2 separate regions of the Sus scrofa genome follow, and region 2 is linked to region 1. A link is a contact called in public Hi-C data. All regions are on one chromosome and are shown on one strand. Each heading gives the region's core, a stretch centred on a gene start, on an enhancer-like site or on the middle of the called end of the contact. The rest is flanking DNA. Distances are from core to core; before and after follow the strand shown.

Region 1 (7,924 bases), core at 3,772-6,271:
AAGTTCCTGGGCTAGGGATCAAATTCAAGCCGCAGCTGCGACCTTACCACAGCAGTGGCAACACTAGATCCTTAACCCACGCACCACAGTGGGAACTCCATAATTAGGGTTTAAAAAGGTAGATTCATGGCCTGATTCTGCCATTCTCTTGAAGTGTGGCTTTGAGAAAGCTACCGAATCTAAAACAAATAGGTTAGATGAAATATTAAGTATTTTTTTTTTTTTAGCATTTTATGTTAGGTTTCTATACCAAGGCTGTATGCTGTTTTCTTACTCCTTAGAGGCCTAGCATAGTACCTTACACTGAGGAGGCTTTTGATACATGTTGATTAAGTTGAACATAGCCTTTTAATTTTTAGGAATTAAGTCATCCATCTTTTTACCAGCTGCATTGCTTTGAGCAAATCATTTATTCTCTCTGAACTTCATTTTCCTCACCTATAAAAGTTAGGCCTTTGACTATTAGATTTCAAGGTTTTTTTTTTTTTTTTTTTAATTGTTAGCAATATTATTAACATTCCCAGTATCACATGACACCTTCTCAAATGAAACCTTACACAAAAGTCCAGTATGTAAAACAGGTCAAAAGTGGAGCTTCTCAGGAGTTGTCATTGTGGCTCAGCAGCTTATGAACTTGACTAGTATTCATGAGGATGTGGGTTTGATCCCTGGCCTCGCTCAGTGGGTTAAGGATCCAGCGTTGCCATGAGCTGCAGCATAGGTCACAAATGAGGCTTGGATCCCACACTGCTGTGGCTGTGGTGCAGGCTGGCAGCTGAAGCTCTAATTTGACCTCTAGCCTGGGAACTTCCAAGCCACAGGTGAGGCCCTAAAAAAAAAAGAGGTGGAGCTCCTCTGGTTGAGCATCTGGGGGCTCCACTAGCCATCTCTCCACCTTCCCCCATCTCAGTCTGCACTGACTTTTTTCCTTGCCCCTCTCTTCAGATATGTCTGAGGAACTCCTTTGGCTCCTCTGAGCAATACTGATATCAGTAATCTCTAAAACTTCTTTTAGGTCAAACATCTTAGATTTTTCTGGGAAAATATTAAATTCTTATTCCCCGGACTAATAAGCTTTGGAGGAAATAAATGTAATCATATCCCCTCTCGGCTTGAAAAAAACTTGACCCTTTTCATGAACCACGTCTGAAACAGATACAAAAAAAAATCTAGCATGTGCAAAAACTAGAAATGGCAGATCCAGTTTTGGCTTAATTTGAAAATCAAAAAGGATATTTTTATTTCATTAGGTATAAATGGTTAAAAACTCATAAGAGGAGTTCCCGTCATGGCTCAGCAGAAACAAATCTGACTAGCATCCATGAGGACGCAGGCTTGATCCCTGGCCTCAGTCAGTGGGTTAAGAATCTGGTGTTGCCGTGAGCTGTGGTGTAGGTTGTAAACACAACTTGGATCCAGCATTGCTGTGGCTGTGGTGTAGGCTGGCAGCTACAACTCTGATTGGACCCCTAGCCTGGGAACCTGCATATGCTGCAGGTGGGGTCCTAAAAAAATTTTTTTATTTGTAAGAATTTCCATCCTTGGAGTAACCTTTATGCCAAAATTGAAAAAAAAATTGTACTTTATCATGGTTTGATAGTCCCTTATCACTATAATTCATATAACCAAGACCAGAAATATATAGATTTATAAAGTTGAAAGTGGAAGTCAGTTTACTAGTTATCAATGCATGTAAGAATAGCTAAAAACCTAGTTTAGCATTCCATTAATATCTGGTAAAATGCTAGTGGAAAAAATCGCTTTCAGGGAAAAATAGCTGCTGAGGAATCATTAGAAAACATTCAGTGACATTTTTACAAGAGACCTTAGGGCTTTCTTTCTGATGCGTATTTTTTAAAAAGAAAAAATAAACAAGACTGTAGACTCTGGGTCTGAATCGGCCTCTTGGAAGAAGACAGCTCTGGGAGATTCAAGGGTGAGCATCCCTGATGCTGCAGTGGACAGCAGCCCTGCTTAAAACCCAGGGCCCTAGGCTCTGGCTCCACACTTTCAAGTTGTGGGAATCTTGTGTGTTTATGGAATCTCTGCTTTCCTCCCTCTAGATAGAGCAGCATTGAGGCAAGGCTGGTTCCGTCACTGAAGCAATTAATTTCATCCAGCTCAGTTTTCTCATCTGCAAATGACATCAAATTTATGTCAGGAGCTTGATTTAAAAAACAACTGGCCTAGCACTTTATAGATGATATTTTTATATGAAATTTTGCACCAGCTACACTTGGGGACTGGGCTCCAGCATTATTTTCAGGTCACTGTGGTATCCTAGGGAAATATTTTATTCTACAGGTTGTGATCCTGGAATCATGTTCAAAGCTTCGGGCAGGGGAACAGAGCAAATGCAAAGGATGCAGATGCCTCCAAAGTGAGGGACAGGCAAAAACAAAGCCCACCCAGGTCTGAGATTAAGAGGGAGAGACAAAGTGGTCAATTCAAGAAAAACAGACCATGCATTTCTAAATTATAATCTGGGTATGCAAAAAAATAAATACATAAATAAAAATCTTGAGATTATCTTCTGTGCTAAAAAGGCAATGTGTTAGAGTATGTGCTTTTTTTGCGTGCAGTATGTGGAATTTAGAATATAAGAAGGGAAGGTAAGAGTCTTTAAATAGTCTTCATGTCTTAGTGTGGGCACATTGCGACTATTTCTGGGCTTCACAACTTGAGAGAAATAAAACTTGGAGGGTCTTCAAAGGTGATTTAAAGGATGGAAAATAAATCTTTGGAAGAAAGGATTAAGGAATGGGCATGAATTTAAAGGAAAATGAAAGGAAAAGCCCTTTGAACATGAACGTATTTAAATAATTTTAAAGAACTCATTTAGCTTTTTGGTCCAGATTATTTCATGGAGAATTTCTATTCAATAGAAGATCACTAATGTGTTACAATATTTCCATAACCAAAGTGTGAGTAACCAAACACAGAAAATGAATTAAAGTTAGTTCCAGAGGTACTAACTATGGTTGTGTATTAGTTATTTGTGTAGAATGTGGAATTTGCAACCTTGTAGTTAAAGTATGTTTATACTACGGTATCTGTTTGATTGTTGGGTCTGCTCTTCTACAGGTATGTTATGTTCAGATACTCTGTCGGGTTAACTTCTCTATGTGTTAGTACTGATCTACAACAGACCAGTAGAAGAATAATTCAGAAATTTACTTTCCAAAAAATCTTTATGACATGTTGAGAAACAGCTCAGCTCTAAGAATTAGTTTGATGAAGCAAGTATCCAATAGAATTAAAATTAGTTTTATGCGGGAGTTCCCGTTGTGGTGCAGTGGTTAACGAACCCGACTAGGAACCATGAGGTTGCGGGTTCGATCCCTGCCCTTGCTCAGTGGGTTAACGATCCGGCGTTGCCGTGAGCTGTGGTGTAGGTTGCAGACGCGGCTCGGATCCCGCGTGGCTGTGGCTCTGGCGTAGGCCGGTGGCTACAGCTCCGATTCGACCCCTAGCCTGGGAACCTCCACATGCCGCGAGAGCGGCCCAAGAAAATGGCAAAAAGACAAAAAAAAAAAAAAATTAGTTTTATGCAATACAGCCAAGATGGATGGAGGATGCTGTATGTATGTAAGGGTCTAAGAGTGAATCTTGGTTCCTGGCCCTTGGCCTTGGGCAAGGTGTTTAAAATTCTCTGTATCTTAGAATTATCATCTGTGTCATAAGAATCACCATATAAATCTGTGATGTTATTCTTGGCTAATGAAATAAAGCTTCTGATAGGATTGCTGCAAGAATTAAATGAGTTAATTCATGTAAAGTATTTCAGGATTGCCTTGCATTCAGTAAGCTCATAATAAATATTGGGTATTTTTGTTGTTGTTGTTATCATTTAAGAAGGAATCTAACACAATGCCCAGCACATAGTAGGAACTCAAAAGTATTAGTTAAATCTAAATCTAATAAACAGATTAAAAAGAAATAGAGGGGTTCCTCAACACAGAAATACAAGTATTAAAAGGAATGTTTTAGAAATAATGCTCATAGCATACTCTCACCTGCTGGGGGCTGTTATCATGGAGACTAATGCGCCCGTCCAGTCTGGTGCATAGCATGGAGGAATCCGAGTTCATTTGTTTTTGCTCATATAGGAACTATGAGCATTCCTAGTCATGGCTTGATAGATCACCTGAGGCCATTGGTCTCTGAGGATGGCAGAATGAACTTCCAGGGTGGGTTTCCCAAGAACTCCTTGCACATTAGCAACTGAGTGGATACTTTCCCAATACAAAAGGGCAACTAACATTTGGGCAGCCTGCCTCTCTGTCCAGCTGGATATAAACTGACCTTCTGAATCTAAATGTATTAAGTAGAAGGGACAGGAATAGTAGAAATACAAAAAGCCTGCCTCAAAAAAAAAAAAAAAGTATTTGAACTTAAAGACACTGAAAACATGAAAACTAGCAAACCTAAGAGATGACTCCAATAATTTCCCCAGTTCTGATTTGTCATTCAAGTAGATATTTTTGGATCTGCATTATGCATCAGACCAAACATCTATCTTATTTTGGAAGAAAAAAAAAAAGATTTAAAAAAGAAAGGATGGGACAGCAAATTCATGATCTTTCTGCAGAAATGCTAATCACTTGAATAACATTTGAGAAAGAGCAAGCCGAGATAATGAGAGATAATCAGCAACACAAAAAGTCAGCTCGAGAATTTGCTCCTTTAACCCTGTACCCAGAACTGGAGAGATTTCTCATTAAAAATTGTTTCCAAAGTGCCATTGCCATCCTTCCAGCAAGCCAGGGGAAGAGAGAACAAAAATTGTAGGTGGGGCCTGTGGGTTTCCAGTCTATAACAAAGTTTCTTTTGCCCTGCTTTAGGATTAACCTTCCCCAGTGCTGAGAGCAAGGCCTGTAATGTATTTTTAAGCTTCCTACTCCCACAACCATAATAAAAAGAACCACACCAAAATGTCAGGACAAACAGTAGATAACAGAAAGCACTCCCGTCAATCATTTGCATTTTGGTTGGCTTCCAAGTCTTGTCTAGGTCATATTATGACTCCTTTATTAGTGTTGAAGGTCACCAGGAGACAGGCAAGTGCATCCTATATCAGGAAGTGTAGTGAGCCTCAGGAGTGAGATATTTGGCTTTAGTAGGCATTGTGGCTGTGACTCGGAAATCCAGGGAAATGAGTTAAGCTCAGTCAGACTCCAGGCGCCGTGCTGCCTCACAGCAGATAGAAAGAAGTAGAATAATAGAAGCTTTCCTGCCATTCTCCACATTGGGTTGAATTCCGGTCAGCCCTTCCAGTTGAGTTTCTGGAGGCTGATTTCTATTCAGCCCCCGTACTGCAGGCTGTAACTCATGGGACAGGACTCCAGGGAAAGGCTGGCCCCAAGTTTAGGCTGGATGATGCCAGGGCCACCCTCCTGCAGGAAGACAGATTAAGGGGCAAGTGTACCCATTTAGTGGGTGAGTGCAAAATTTACTGCCTACATTAGGCTCCCAGAGAAATGATGGCCTGGCCGATTTAGACTTGGAAACCACACATGAACTCAAATACATTTCCACACGCTCTCTGACGTGGTGATTGACCACATCTGCTTAACTCTAACGGAGAAGGAAAGAAAGGCAGCAATCGCCATCTCCTCCACCCACGGGGAGCCTATGTCCTGGTAAGATAAGCTCTCAGCTCGTCTGGTATGAGCTAGGCTCATTCTATTCAGAGTACGATTCCTACTTTAGGTCCTAAAACTTCAGATGACCTCATTGCCATAGGTCTCGGTAGCCTGAAAACGTTTCCTTTAAGGTATGATAGTAAAATGCAGTTGTTAAAGAGACATGGAAAAGCTAGCAAAAGTAAGAAAGGAAGCTTTCTCTTTCTATCAGCTGATAAAAGTAAATATCACAAAGGCGAAGTTGCCAGAAATGGATTACTACCTTCTCACATTAAGACCTAAAAGCATCAGTAAAATATTCAACATGCAGAACGTTGTGAGGTAATTCTTCACTGTGATACTTGCAGTACTAGAGTTTATATAAATGGTCATACATTTGATCTTCGATGTTGCAAAGAGGAATGATTTTAAGCTGAGGAAACGTTTTTAAGAAAAAGCAAGAAGTACTTGTGACTCAGGCTTGGGGAGCCCTTTACCTCCTCTCTGCTTTGCCTCCATGTGCATTTTTTTTTTTTTTTTTTTTTTTTTGGTATGTTAGCATTGAAGTTTTCAGAAGCTTAAATATAGAACCCTTAAAAAAAAAAAAAGAAGGGAGTTCCTGTCGTGGCACAGTGGTTAAAGAATCCGACTAGGAACGATGAGGTTGCGGGTTCAGTCCCTGGCCTTGCTCAGAGGGTTAAGGATCTGGCGTTGCTGTGAGCTGTGGTGTATGTAGGTCACAGACACAGCTCGGATCCTGCATTGCTGTGGCTCTGGCATAGGCCGGCGGCTTCAGCTCCGATCAGACCCCTAGCCTGGGAACTTCCATATGCCAAGGGAGTGGCCCTAGAAAAGGCAAAATGACAAAAAAAAAAAAAAAGAATTTTTCTGGTTAGTTGACCTCTTTTAATGTTGACCTCTCATCACCCTCCTCCATCTCTCCAGGATGTTTCTCTGCAGTTCTCTGCAGGGTGGGGCTCTGTGCTAGCTGGCAGATGCTCTTTTATTAACTAAACAGAGTTCATTGACAGACATAGATCAGTATAAGTTTTCTTTGTCTCCTCTGAATTCCAAAATGCCATCCAAAGGTCAATAGGAAAACTAACAGAACTACAGTCCACAAATCAAAACAAGAGGGCCGTCAGCAAAATTTATTGATAGATGCCTTGGGGATGAAACTGGGTTCCCCAAAGTCATCTGTGACTTTGCAATCTGTTGACCTCTGCAGCTCTGCTTATTTGCCATTGACATCATTTGTTGTTTCACAAGGGCACAGTGCCAGTAGTGAGAGGACCCTGAGCTGTCAGCTTTCAGTGGGCAGGGAATACATGTGTAGCTCTTGCAAGGACAGGCTTGCCTTTGAAAGCCCCAGGGTCTAGCAGGGTGTCTGACACAAGCAAGATGATCAGCAAAGTTTACTGAGAGACTGATGAGTGGAGAAGCCGACTAAGGCCATATGTCACTAACATTACAAAGAAAGAACAAATACAGAAATAAAACAGTTTACACTTGCAGATGTAAGGGGAGTCGAGATTACATGATCTTCAAGACCAATTCCAGTGCTAAATCTGAAATGCTTTTTTTTTGGAAATAATAGACTGAATTTTCTTCTCATTGTGGATATTTAAGTAAGCATTCTGAGATCTTCTTTTGAAGGACTTGAGAAGATGGTAGAAAGTTCTCTACTGGTAGGATTTGCAAGGGCCTGAGCAGTGGATGGTGTCACTGTCCTGATACATGGGGCTTACCGAATTGAGAGCTTGTTTGGAAGGAATCATAAAGAGACTGCATGCATGATGAGAACGCTGGTCTGGGGGCCCGTTTATGTCTGCTTGTGCTACAGGCATGGGAGTGGCTGTGGTGTCATGTGTGAATGCTAGATGAAAGAAGTTTCAGAGCTCTGCTCCCAGCGCCTAGGGACATCCACTGTGGACACAGACCTCAGGCGAGGGGACAGTGCAGAGTGTGTGGTCATGCCTCCTGAGCAGTTGAGGCCCTTGGAGCATGCATAGCCCCCAGCAACCTGCTGCCCCAGGCCTTGTATTTTATCCCACTCCAAAATCATGACAATGGAGGGCTGAAAGCTCTGACATTTGGTCATTTGAAAGTACGGCAGGTAAATAAAAACACAACTTCTTGATTATGGCCAGTGCTGTGGAGGGGCAGATAGGCTGGGGGTGGGGGAATTGTGATAATGACCTAAAACCCCACAAGTCGTTCTGGACATCAAACATCAATTACCAAGTACCACTTTGATGAGTTAAGAGTAAGTGAATCAGAACCAGATGGATTAAATTCTC
Region 2 (7,924 bases), core at 2,807-5,306, 250 kb after region 1:
TGGGAATGCAGTGATTTAGGGGTAAGCGCAATAGCTCCCATCTGCTGAGTCTCAACCCCAACAATACTTTCAAAATTTGTCTCATATTAAGTCATCAGTAGAATGTCTCTTATGATATTGCTCCATTTGACAGAAAACCTACCATTATTCAGAAGCATCAGGGACTTAAACTCACATCTCATTGTCATAAATTCCAACACAGCCCTCAAGTTAGTCACACAGAGAAATACACTATGTATTGAATACAATCTTTTTTTTTTTTTTTTTTTTTGCTTGTTCGCTCGAACACAGAAGCTCATTTGTTTCACAAGTATAACATGATGGTTTTTATGGGGGAAGTGAAGAATAATTTATCAAGTGGGGGAGGAATGGAATTAGCTTGAATACAGAAGATTGAAATTGGGCCAGGACAATAGCCAAGTTAATGAAAAAAAATTCCATTTTGGACACCAAAAATTAAAAAGTGTCTCCTTGTAGAAGCTTATATTTTAGTGGCTATTTTTTCCTCTGTCAAAGGAGAAATATGTAAAAAGGTACTAAAGGACTATGTCACAAATAACATTTGCAGAGGCTGCATTGCATGCCTGGCCCTGTGCTAAACGTTCTCAGTGTTCTCCATTGCTCTGTGCTGGTCTGTACAACTGACTTCCCTCCACAACCCCCAAAAATGCCTGTCCCTTGACCCTCTCTTCAGCCTACAGGTGATCCCCAGTGGTGCAATGCACTTTCAGAAAAACAGACCCAGAAAGAGACCACTGAACAGATTGGAAATCAGCTTGGGCCATTGAGGAGGAAATTCTAGGGTTCCGGATGATGGCTAAGAGGCAGGGTAGGGGCGCCCTTGACCTGCACCCTCCTCAATCCAATGCCCAGAGGCCAGGACAGGCATTTCTTTTTTTTCTTTCTTTTTTTTTTTTTTTTTTTGGTCTTTTGTCCTTTTAGGGCCGCACCTGTGGCATATGGAGGTTCCCAGGCTAGGGGTCTAATCAGAACTGTAGCCGCTGGCCTGCACAAGAACCACAGCAACGCTGGATCCGAGCCACGTCTGCGACCTACACCATGGCTCATGGCAATGCCGGATCCCTAACCCACTGACTGAGGCCAGGGATCGAACCTGCAACCTCATGGTTCCTCATCGGATTCATTTCTGCTGTGCCACAACAGGAACTCCAGGACAGGCATTTATTTCTAAGATGTGAAACCTATGCAGAGCCCCAGCGGCCTTTCCACCTCCTGCCTTGGTCTAAGGCTGGTACTACCAACCTAGGCCTAACGCAGCTTATACCCTTAACCCTGGGGCAAACGGCTTCACAGGACACAACTGGTATTCAAGGATTGCTACCTGGGGGAGTGGTTGCATGAGAATGGGGACCTATCCTTTTGAAGTTTATTAGAAAAAGACTTGTATTTTACCTGTGGACAAAAACAAAAAAGATGTTGGGCTGAAGGCACCAAAAAGCTCTGGTCATCAGCAGTTTTCATGCCTGTGACATCTGCTCGGATTCTCCTCGAGGCAGCCATGCCGGCTTAGCTGTCAGGAAAGACATGTTTCCCAGGGAACAGGCTCCACCACAGTTCAGGACCCAGCATTCTGCACACGACAATTCATCTTAAGCAGCCCAGCGGCAGTGCTGGGTTATGTGGCCTAACCTTGTGATGCTTTTAGGGGTAGACCAAGAAGAAAATAAAGGAATGGAAAGTCAATCTCATCAGCATCAAAACTGTCGCAGGACGGCCTCCTGGTAACAGGTTAAGGTGTTGTTCATTTGTATTTGTTTCATTAAAAAAACTCTAAGAGTAAGGGAAGTGGAGATTTAGATTCTTTATTAGTCCATACAACAGAAGAAAAAGTTTTTTAGAAAATATATTTTTTCTTTTATGATTACAAAAAACCAACATACACTCTTGGTGAATAATTTTGAAAATGTAGAACTATGCTATGAAAAATCAATCATATCCCCTCTGATCAAACAATGGCCATTAGTATTTTATCACACTTTTATAATCCAAAATCATTAACAGTTACTTAATTACAGCTTCTCTTTTCACTTAATGTTTAAGCAAGCATTCTCCTACATCACTAAGAATCCTTAGATACATTAATAATTTTAATAGCTATATAGTATCCCCTCATATAGATTTATTTAGGGTTAACTATTTACTTAATTAACTCTGTCATTCTCATGTTATTTAGGAGCTTTATTTTTTCCTATTATTTGTTTTAGCTTTTATTTTGGTTTTGATGAATAATATCGTATTTTCTTATTTTGGCTTTAACATGATAACATGTGTGAATCTATCAAATATTTAAACACAAAATACATTTGAACAAGTAGAGTAACTGGGTCAAAGGTCAAATTATTATTTAAGTTCTGCTAGGTCAAGGGATTCAGTTTATACCCCGGTTCTTATCCCACCTCTCCTACCAGCGTGACGCACTGCCATTTGTCTGAATATTTGATGACTAGTAAGTAAATGTGGCATCCCATTATTGTAATTTGTACTTATAAAGGAAGAAATTTCAATAAACAGAATTACACCAAATTTACTATTAAAATGTTTTAAAAGGTCATTTTATCTGATTGACAAAAATACTTCCTGACTTTCAATAAGTGATAAAGTCATAATAAATATCTCTGAATTTATGGAGTTCCCATCATGGCTCAGTGGTTAATAGACCGGACTAGCATCCATAAGAACGTGGGTTTGATCCCTGGCCTCACTCAGTGGGTTAAGGATCCAGGGTTGCTGTGAGCTGTGGTGTAGATCTCTCAGTCGAGGCTTGGATTCCACATTGCTATGGCTGTGGCATAGGCTGACAGCTCTGATTCAGCCCTTAGGCTGGGAACCTCCATATGCTGAGGGTGAGGCCCTAAAAAGACAAAAGACAAAAACCAAACCAAACCAAACCAAACATCTGAAATTTTTACTTTGTTCTTAAATATTTTATTGTTACTCTTTTTTTTTTTTTTTTTTTTTTTTTGCTTTTGCTTTTTAGGGCTGCACTTGCAGCATATGGAAGTTCCCAGGCTTGGGTTCGAATTGGAGCTACAGCTGCCAGCTTACACCATAGCCACAGCAGCTAGTGATCCAAGCTGCATCTGCGACCTACACCATAGTTTACGGCATCACTGGATCTTTAACCCACTGAGGGAAGCCAGGGATCAAACCCGCATCCTCATAGATACTAGTCGGATTTGTTTCTGATGCGCCACAACCGGAACTCCTTTATTGTTATTCTTAAAATCAGAGTTGTAGGTGTCCTTGGCCTGGTCTATAGAAAAGGCAGGCTTTGGGGTGCATGCCTAAAAACCGAAAGGAGGAGTTCCTGTTGTGGCTCAGGGGAAACTAATCCGACCTGGAACCATGAGGTTGCAGTTCTATCCTTGGTCTTGCTCAGTGGGTCAAAGATCCAGCCTTGCCATGAGCTGTGACATAGGTTGCAGATGTGGCTTGGATCTGGTCTTGCTGTAGTGTAGGCTGGCAACTGTAGCTCTGATTCCTAGCCTGGGAACCTCCATATGCCATGGGTGCAGCCCTAAAAAGCAAAATCAATCAATCAATAAATAATACCACAATGAGTTAAAACAATTCCATTTTCTTCCTGAACTCCCTTGTCTATTACCCCCAAATTCAACTTAAGAATCACAGTGACCTCTAGCACTAGCTGGAATTATTGCTTCTTAGAAGCTTATCATGAACTTTCATTTTTATTATACTTTCCATTCTCCCAAGTACTGCATGCCGTATGATTATTTTTCAAAACTCAAGCCTTATTTCTTGGTGGCGTTGATGAGGATTATGCCTTACCATTCAAGCTAACTGCATTTGGAAACAAACAAAAAAGCAAAAGTAAACAGGTATGAGGATGACCAGCTTGAAGGGAGACTCACTGGCTAGAAAAGCATCACCACACCAACTTCAGCAGGATGTGGGATTTTTGCCACTGACTTTTCTCTATTCATGGTCTCACTTGTGAACTGTTAGAAGCCAAAGGAGCTGGTTGGTGGTCTGTGTCTGTCCAGTCAATGCTGGGAAACTGTCAGGATTACAATGCTCCTTTGTTGGCCGGCTTGGCAGCGATACCAAGAGCTGAATGGGCCACAGAGACTGAACTAGTTATGACGACTGCCGGGTCCTCCCAAAAGACCAGAGGCCCTCCCCACTCTATGGCCTGGCCACCCTGGGCTGACAGTGTGGACATGGGATGTTCCTCTTCCTCCCATCAGCACTGCACCAAGTCGGCGAACGGAAAATGTTGGCTCCCTGGTGATCTAATTCAGTGGCAGTACCAATCTCGCTGGAAACTTGCAAAAAGAAAGCAGATAAGCAAGATAGAAAGTAAATCCTGAAAATGCTATGGTGTAATGATGTGCTAATCTCTCCCACTGAAATTGCATGGGGATTTGGGGGGATGGAGAGTAAAGGATTAAAAAAATGAACTCAGAAAAAAACAAAAAGAAGCTCCACTATGATGATACTCACAGGGAAAATCCAATCTGACCAATTTAGGTCATAATAATTTTTATGTTAGCTTTTGACAAGTCACATGTCTCAGAGCCCCAATTTTCAGATTTAGATGCATCCCCCAATGATAGAGAGATGGAAACGGAAGATTATGAAGCAGGTAGGACAAAACGATTACTGAACAAAAAATGAGTGGTTTCCTAACAGCTTTCTGCTAACCCAGACTCCTGGTTCTATTTAAGAAGTTCATTGCCTTTGAAAATACACAGGGTCTTTTCAATAGCAAAAGATCAAATGATGTTAATCAGGCAGTGGGGCTAAATCCTTTAATGCAGCTGTCTCTTTACATTATAAACATTCCAGATATATAAGCAGGAATGATTTTTATCTTAGCTTGTTTTTTCTTCTTTTCCCCTCTCTTTAAATTTTAGGTTTTGCCAATCAGTGCAGAATATACTTTCTCTTTCTCCTTTCTAATCCTCATCAAGGGACAATCTGTTGTGCTTTAGAACCAAGGAAGACAAGAGGATGGGGGAATAAGTGCATTATTCATCTCTCCATTCCCTACTCCATGTCCTTCTCCCTCTGGGCCGGGAGAGGGACTATGTTTTATTAGAAAAGCCTTATCCACAATGCAGCTCACAACGTTCAGCTAATGCGTTTGGCCTGACGGGTTCAGTTCCGCTTACCACAGAGACAGTTGCATTCACAGCTACTACCAACCTCTTTTTTTTTTTTTTTTTGGATACAATCTTTACTTCAAAAAGATAATAATGATAATAATTATAACTGATAATAATACAGTATGAATTCTGTGGCGTGTCTAGCCTAAAGAAGAATTGATTGGGGTAGAGAGAAGGGTGGTGATAGTTGCCTTCAGATATATAACTTGCCATCCTGTTGACATAGATTGGACTTCTATAGACATAAGAGCCACCCAGGAGTGATTCTTACGTGGGGGTGTGATGGTGAGTAGAATCCCTTAGGGACTTCAAATTACATCTCTGCTGAGATGCCAATGTGCCTGCAAAGAAAGCTTCTACTGAGAGTTTGGCCCGTTTCTTAGGAGTGCTAGTATGAAAAAAACTGAGATGTATCAGATTGAACTATAAATTTCACCAAATCAGTTGAACTATATGTAATCTCTTCATCTTTTTACTCCTAAAGCCCAAACAGGGCCTGACATGTGGCAGAAGCTCAAAAATGCTTTTTGAAGTATTGTTTTGTTGATGTATTAAAAAAAAAAACCTTGGAGTTCCCGTTGTGGCTCAGTGGGTTAAGAACCTGACCAGTATCCATGAGGATGCGGGTTTGTTCCCTGGCCTTGCTCAATGGGTTAAGGATCCAGCATTGCTGTGAGCTGTGGTATAGGCCAGCAGGTGCAACTCTGATTCAACCGCTAGCCTGGGAACTTCCATATGCCATGGGTGTGGCCCTAAAAAGACAAAAGCAAAACAAAACAAGAAAACTTCAGGGAAGCAGATTTCACATTAATGAAAGTGGAATGATCTAATAAGAAGGACACTCCAAGTTGGATGAGACAGTGAGCACTCCATTTTTGGAGAAGTTCAAATATAAACTGGGGGTGCTGTTACACAAGCTGGGGAGTTGACCCAGTTTAAGGCTAAAAGAGTGGCAACCCACTTAGCTCCAGGCCAAGGAAAAATTCCAACACTTTCTACTTCACGACCATGAAGAGATTCATTATTCAAAGGATATAAAAAGATGCATCCTGTACCCCCATCAGTTTAAGCCCAGGGCCAAATCCTTGTGCCGGGCTTTCTGGGAGTTCTGTGTTAAATTCGAACCAGTTTATTAAATCCTAAATTTTTAATTTCTATTCATAATACTTCGGGGTTTTTTTGTTTGTTTGTTTGTTTACTAAGAATAATACCTGTACCTCTGAAGGTCTCCAAGGACACGTTCTTCTCTAGAGCACCATTTGAATGCTGATACATGTTAACCCAGTTGTGGCTTAGGTCCTAAAACTCCAATTTCTTTGTCTTGCAGCACTAGAGGCCTCTAAACCCATCTCTTTGTCACACTCATTTGGAACGCAAATTTCCAAAGGAACTTAAGAATGGCCCACCAGAGAATTCCAACATTTCTTGAAACGTTGAAAGTCTTTGAAGATTTTTTCTCCCTTCTCCCCCTCCTCCTCGTCCTTCTCCTCCTTCCTCTTCTCTCTCTTCTTTTAATTCTGAATGAAGTGTATCATCTAAGGCAACAGGGTACCTTGATAATCTCCTCTTTGATATCCATGCGTTCCAAGCTGATTTATGCTGAACAACTGTGGCCGGTAAAGGGAAGTAAGGTAAGTGTGCAAGCCTCCTGCCCAAGCACCAGATTTTCTGTGATGATCCTTTGGTGAAGAGCGCCACCTCTCATCAGCAAACCAAGGTGGCCGTTCAGTGGGCCAGAGTCGAGGAACCGTCAGCCAGAAGAGGGAATCAGCGATCACTACCATTTTCTCTTTGCATAGCATTCAACTACCTTTCCTCCCAACAATGGCAAAGTACCTGAAATTGTACTTCATGGCTGTTTTAGTGGAAGTGACTCTGGGCTCTAAAATTATTCTTCACCATCTATGAATTTACTTTTAAAAGAGAGTAGTAGAAAATTCTTCATCTATTTCTCAGTCTGGAATATTCTTTAAAATTTTGGATTTTCTAGTGACTAAAACAAGTCTCCAGACTTTATTCAGATTAAGAATTACTGGAGTTCCCTGGTGGCCCAGTGGTTGAGGATCACTGCTATGGCTTGAGTCATCACTGTGACAAGGGTTTGATCCCTGGCCTGGGAACTTTTGCATGCAGAGGGCACAGCCAATTTTTTTTTTTTTTTTTAATTTAAAGAATTATTGTTTAGCATTTGGGGATCTCACAAGTCTTCTAGGCTCCTCCTGTTACAGGTGTAGAAGGTGGGGTCTGGAGCAGGGTAGTGATGGCACGTACCTCTCCTGTTGGCCCCACATCTGCTGACTAATACCCTCAGGCCCTGTCCTTTGGGTCACTCTCCCCCCAACTTGGGTTCCCAGAATTTTTCAGTTTAGGGGGTCCTGGAAAGATTGGGACTGTGTTGAAACTAATTGTGATATCTTAATGCTGTATTTGCATTTTTATCTTTATTATATTCTGCTTGTGCTAATGAAGTACAAATCTCTCCACTTGTAACACACACACACACAAACACAGATGTTGATTCTAAATAGAATTATATGAATCACTGCCTATGCCTCTAAAATCATTCACATAAAATTTCTGAAAAACATTTTAGGTTCTTCTTCCTTTGTAGGGAGTTGTGATTTAAAATATATACCTGCATGTATTTACATGACATTAATATAGTTTTGCCTAAATAGCATGCCTGACTTTTGATGGAGATTTTTGGAGCTAGTGTATGCTGAGTGCCAATGGAGGGAAATTTGCCTTATAATATATGATTTATTATGAAGGGG

What was found. Hi-C and Micro-C count contacts between places; a contact is called where the count stands out from the background.
Region 2: a contact with region 1 is called in a Hi-C map of heart right ventricle, with 5 times the contacts expected there. The contact joins two enhancer-like sites. A contact is called at or near these places in 4 of 47 Hi-C or Micro-C datasets (embryonic fibroblasts, epiblast stem cells, fetal heart ventricle and 1 more).

Annotation. Positions count from the first base shown.
Region 1 is chr1:37,366,455-37,374,378 of Sscrofa11.1, forward strand. The region is part of intron 3 of LOC110260189 (a long non-coding RNA gene); the gene reads left to right. Among named protein-coding and RNA genes, the nearest start is that of HEY2, 140 kb to the left of the region's middle. Within about 2 kb of position 5,022, at least 6 of the 83 cell types and tissues checked have an H3K27ac peak or open chromatin away from gene starts, as enhancers often do.
Region 2 is chr1:37,619,890-37,627,813 of Sscrofa11.1, forward strand. No RefSeq gene overlaps it. Among named protein-coding and RNA genes, the nearest start is that of HDDC2, 17 kb to the right of the region's middle. Within about 2 kb of position 4,057, at least 12 of the 83 cell types and tissues checked have an H3K27ac peak or open chromatin away from gene starts, as enhancers often do.